Regions from separate parts of the Mus musculus genome. Here region 1 is linked to region 2. The links are chromatin contacts, called in public HiChIP or PLAC-seq maps. All regions are on one chromosome and are shown on one strand. Each heading gives the region's core, a stretch centred on a gene start, on an enhancer-like site or on the middle of the called end of the contact. The rest is flanking DNA. Distances are from core to core; before and after follow the strand shown. Region 1 holds the start of Olfr374 (olfactory receptor 374). Region 2 has its middle 2.8 kb from the start of Gm35572.

Region 1 (2,700 bases), core at 24-2,523, 350 kb before region 2:
GGCCACTGACCCAAGGTCCTTAACTCCTCTTAGGTGTCCTGATTCTTGCTGGGCTTGTTCAGGTCCCTACAGGTGACGTCAAGCCTATCTCCATGTTTGGCCTGATTCTGGGTCCCCTGGCTCAGCCTCAGCCCACTGAAGTCACATCTCTCAAGGCAGGGCACTGGGTGGACAGTGGCAGGACCGTAGCTGTTGAAGGGTCCTGACCATCCTGTCTGCCCCTTATCTCTCTCTCTCTTCTTCTTCTCCCTTCTCATTCTTTCTTCCTCTTCCTCTTCCCCTCCTCTTCCTCCTTTTTTCACTTTTAAATTATTATTATTATTATTTGCTGAATACAGGGACTCTGCTGGCATGTGCTTGCTTTTCTACTGTGCCACACCCTTAGCCTTTGCTTTTGGGAATGGAGTCTCACTCTATAGCCATCCTGCCTCAGCATCCTATATATTGGGATGACAGGCATGGATGTCCACACCCAGGCTTCCTCCTCCCGTTGCCTCTCAGCTTGTCCCTTCATTGGTGTCCTTGGTACCAGGATTAATCTCTATAGTGTGCCTGGTCAAGGCGAGAGGGAGCTGCCTCTGTGCTGTAGAAAATCTTGCACTGGCTCCCTGTGCGCCTGGCTCCGGGTGAGCTGCTGCTAATAGCTGGTAGCTAGTGTCCATGAGAAGCTCCTTACAAAGAGTGGGTGGAGGCCCCTGCATCACACTCAGCATTCCAGGTAAGGCTTTTATCTCCATTCATACACAAGGGGACTCAGGAAATTATCAATGGCCCCATACTTCACAATCTGTCTTGTTCCAAACCTCTTAATACCATACTATACAAGCTGAGCATGGTGGGCTCATCTGCCACGCCAACACTCAGAAAGCTGAAGCAGGAGGATGACAAGCTCCAGAATAGCCAGGGCTACATACGACCTTGTTTCAGAAGCAACCCTGACACGCAGGACCCAGATACTCACTACTTGGCAGAACTGCCCATTTTCTTGCATCTTTTTTTTTTTTTTTAAATAGACACAACTTAAGTGAGACCCAGAAAGGCAAAGCCACTTGTCCCAGGTCACACAGTAGGCTTGGCTATACCCTCCAGGCTCACTGCCTGGTGTGGCCCCCTTACTCCCCCCAACCCCCGACTTTACTCACCTATGGAAGGTTTGCTTCTGGCCTTGGGATGCTTGGTGGGAGGTAAGCCAGCTCTTCTTGGGAAAAGCTCCTGGACAGAGTGTGACGCGTGAGGCAGTTTTCTGTCCCTACAAAAGTCTGTGCAAGGCCTTGGCAGAGCACAGCTTACCCTCTGTCCTCATTGCCTGGCTTGTTCCCCAGGGTCTTGTTAGGATCAACTGGTTAATTGTTCTGTGTTCTGTCCCTATCAAGCCAGCTTCTTAGGGGCCAAGGGCACTGTACTTCCTGCCCAGGTTTTCCCTCCACACCTTTGGTGCCAGTGTCTCTAGGATTCTTTGGGGATCCCTTGAAAAGCATGGTTTGGTGGAATTCTCTTGACACTATTAGACCTGCTCAAACCCTGAGATAGCGTTGAGGCTTCCTACTGCTCCCTAAGGGAAATAGACCCTTCATATAGATTATTTATTAACTTTTTTGGGGTGAAGGACACAAAGGCTGTAGCAGATATGATTTCTGTTTTGTCCATATGTGTTCAGGTATGCAGCATTTTCATATCATTCAGTGACGCAGGAATGGAGCCCCACGAGGAAAGGCTACACTAGTCCTCTTAGTCTGACCCCATTCTTTTGAAAGCTGCTTCCCTGACTCACTTCTAAAGCAGCAGCAGTTGGCTCTTTTCCTTCCTTGAGGGGTGCACCCCAACCTCATGTGGGGTCCCGTTCCCACCTGAGGACCTAGCTTTGTCTATAACCACTGTCAGCCTCCCTTTCCCTTCTAAGCCACGCTTTCTGAGGTCCCAGTTTTCTGGCTGGAGTCCCTCCATATCTCCCGCAAGCTTGCCAAGCTCTCTGTTCATCGCAAGCCCCTTCTCCAGGACCCATTTTCCTGGTTCTGGGCCCTCTGTCAACCTGACCTGTGGGCGTTTGCTGTGGCTCCTTGAGCTCACCCCTGCAGTTTCTCACGAAGTCTTGGGGCTGAGCTTTCTCTGCTGTCTTAGCACTGCTGTCAGGGACTGGGGGTCTGGAGCTGGCAGGAGAGGGGCTGTTGCTGAAGTGGACAGGCCACTGCTCTCATGTTTTCCCGGTGGAACACAGGAGCTTTCGGCTGGATGTGCTGTCACTTGAACACTGTGTGTCCTACTCAAAACCACAGTGGACCTTAACCCAATATGAACTGGTGAGGATACCCCAAGAATGCCTAGCATACAAGAGGTGCTGGGTTCCAGCTCCAGTGTCAGAGAGGGGAGGGAGAGGGGCTGGGGAAGGGAGGAGAGAGGGATAAATTGGAGAGACAGCTCAGTGGGTAAGAATTTTCTGCTCTTGCAGAGGGTCTGAATTCAGTTCCCAGCTCTGGTGGTTCACAACTGCCTATAAACCCTTGTTCTTGCTCTGCACTTGGAGAGCACTGCATACACTTGCACAAGCCCCAACCCCACAGACAAACACACAGACACAGATGTGAAAATAAAACAACTCTTTGTTTTTTTGCTTTTCGAGGCAGAGTTTTCTGTTTAGCTGTGGATCTGCCTGCCTCTGCCTCCAGAGTGCAGCACAAGTCTTTTTTAAAGACTTTGTGCATT
Region 2 (2,801 bases), core at 187-2,686:
GCAGCTGTTGAGGGTGCTGAGTGCCAGGCTGGGCACATAGGCTCCATAGAGATTGCCCCAGGCCTCAGGGCTCGGGTTTGAATAGTGCAGCACCAGCAGCACATTGCTAGGTGTGAAAGAGGCCACTGCTGAGAACAGTACCAGGGCTGTCAGTCTGAGTGCATGGCTGTAGCGCTGGCCATTGGCCACCAGTGCACAAAGGGTGGCCCCATAGCACGGGCCCATGGCCAGCAGTGACACGAAGCAGCCCAGGACAGCCAGGCAGGTGAAGGCCGGTCTCCAGTGGGAGATCTTCTCAGTCAAGGGTAGCCCATCATAGCTTAGGTATGCTAGAAGCCAGAGCAGATGCTGTGTGCCTCAGACCTGGAGTGACTAGCATTTGTGAGTAGCCCATGTGGGTGCTAGGATCTAGACTCTAGTTCAACAGCAAATGCTCCCAACTGCGGGCCATCTTTCAAGTGTCATGGTCTTCTATTTTTAAGTGGCTTTAATTTATATCTTGGGAGACACGTCACAAACTCTGGAAGTCAGAGGACAGCTCCAAGCAGCCAGTTTTCCTTCTATCATGTGGGGACTTGGAGAGCAAATGCAAGAGCATCAGGTGTGGCAGCGAGCACCTTTCTCCTGAGCTGTTCGGCTAGCTGGGATCTTGTATGATCTTTGTAATTTGTGTGAAATTGGCTGGGTCTGCAGAGCATGGCTCAGACTTGACCTCCCTGGAAGCCCATAGAGCCCCTCATTGTCTGGTACTTCTCAGCTGGTGACCAAGCTTCCTCTTTCTAGCCCCAAGGGACCAATCTGTGTCCAGACATGGGGACATTTGACTGTTCTTTCTAGGGTTTGGTACTTTTGGCACTAAAAATTTATTTTAACTACGTGCATAAGCATGTAGATATGTATGGGATTGTGAACACGAGTGCGGTGACCATGAAGACTGAAAGAGAGGGTCAGAACACTTGGCAATGGAACTACAGATAATTGTGAGCTGGCCCACGAGAACACTGGCAGGTGGGTCCTCTGCAACAATACTGAGCCACTTCTGTGCCCACACGTTTGCCAGCACGGTGCCCAAGGCCCACACATCCTGGGCAGCTGCTCTGCTACTGAGCTTCGCCCTGATTCTCACTTGCTCTTCAGTATTTACCTATATGTTTGTGCGCATGTGTCTGTTTGTGCGCATGTGTCTGAGGGTGCGTGTGTATGTGCATGTGTGTGGGCACATGCATGTGTGTCTGAGGATGCATGTGTATGTGTTTGTGTCTGTGTGTGCATGTGACAGTGCATGTGTGTGGATGCAGTTATGTGTGTGTGAGGATGCGTGTGTGTGCTGGGAACAGCATACAATGACAGGGATTGCGTGCAGTAGGCCGAAGTAGAGACATCTTAGTAACCCATGGCAACTCTTTGTTTAAAAAAAAAAAAAAACAGTTGTTCCCATTTCCCCTAAACATAGCCCTGAACAACAGCTGATTCATTTGTGCATGACTGCTTTTCAGTTGGCCCTGGTGTGCATAATTATTCTATTATAGCTGACTTTCTTATTTCTTTCTCCTTCTGCTCTAATGAATTCTGTGAAACTAGATGTTTCTTGATATAATGATTCTTAAACAATTAAAAACTGAGGCATGCTGTGTGCTCTCATCTTGGAAACAATGTAATAACTGCACAATGGTAGCTCCAGATTAATGCTTGACTTGCAGAGAAAGTTTGAAAAACTTATTAGAAAATGAATTAGAGCCAACATTAGGACCCCAAGAAAGAAAAAAACTATTGATGCTATGAAATGAGTTTTCTTTAAAAATATTTATTTTATGTACAATTATAACTGTCTTCAACACACACCAGAAGAGGGTGTCAGACCCCATTACAGATGGTTATGATCCACCATGTGGGTTCTGGGAATTGAACTCAGGACGCCTGGAAGAGCAGTCAGTGCTCTTAACTGCTGAGCCATCTTTCCAGCCCATGAAATGAGCTTTGCACAACATTTGAGAATGGTTCCTGAATAAACAAGTATAGAATATGTAAAACCTTACACTAGTAAAACTAAGTCAAAACACTGGGACTCTTTTTTTTAATTAGGTATTTTCCTCATTTACATTTCCAATGCTATCCCAAAAGTCCCCCACATGCTCCCCCACCCACTCCCCCACCCACCCACTCCCACTTCTTGGCCCTGGCGTTCCCCTGTACTGGGGCATATAAAGTTTGCACAACCAATGGGCCTCTCTTTCCACTGATGGCCGATAGACCATCTTCTGATACATATGCAGCTAGAGTCAAGAGCTCTGGGGTACTGGTTAGTTCATAATGTTGTTCCACCTATAGGGTTGCAGATCCCTTTAGCTCCTTGGGTACTTTCTCTAGCTCCTCCATTGGGGGCCCTGTGATCCATCCAATAGTTGACTGTGAGCATCCACTTCTGTGTTTGCTAGGCCCCGGCGTAGTCACAAGAGACAGCTATAGCATTGTGTGCAATGTGCAGACACAGAAAGCTAGCAGAACTGCTGAGTTAAGGGTTAACTTGATTCTTTCTGGCCACTGCCTGGCAGCTTTGCCCATGTCATTTATCATTAGAGCTTCACAGGAAAATGCAAGTAGCTGGCCTCTGAGCTACTGTGTATAATGAATCAAAGTTAAAGTTTAAACAATGATAAACTTGCAATTATTATTACTTTGGCTATAGGCCTAGGAACAGGCCTTGAAACTTTGGAGAGCAATTGTAATTCTTGGTTCTTTGTGGGTTGTGGTTATTCCTTTAAATCTAACTTGGCAACAATTATACAATGTCTTTTTTTTTT

What was found. HiChIP or PLAC-seq counts read pairs in DNA pulled down with a chosen protein or histone mark.
Region 1: a contact with region 2 is called in a RAD21 HiChIP or PLAC-seq map of pro-B cells, with 14 times the contacts expected there. The contact joins the promoter of Olfr374 here to the enhancer-like site in region 2. A contact is called at or near these places in 15 of 39 promoter capture datasets (the 3T3-L1 cell line, the C10 cell line, the HPC-7 cell line and 7 more), 1 of 15 datasets of contacts at CTCF or cohesin (pro-B cells), 1 of 115 datasets of contacts at active chromatin or transcription factors (embryonic stem cells) and 2 of 9 other capture datasets (embryonic stem cells and liver).

What each region holds. Positions count from the first base shown.
Region 1 is chr8:72,105,613-72,108,312 of GRCm38.p6, reverse strand. Olfr374 (olfactory receptor 374) reads right to left here and starts at 1,273. Exons shown (of 2, transcript NM_146338.2): 1 at 1,143-1,273.
Region 2 is chr8:71,757,641-71,760,441 of GRCm38.p6, reverse strand. No RefSeq gene overlaps it. Among named protein-coding and RNA genes, the nearest start is that of Gm35572, 2.8 kb to the right of the region's middle. Within about 2 kb of position 1,436, at least 11 of the 459 cell types and tissues checked have an H3K27ac peak or open chromatin away from gene starts, as enhancers often do. A contact at or near this core is called in pro-B cells, where this site is marked.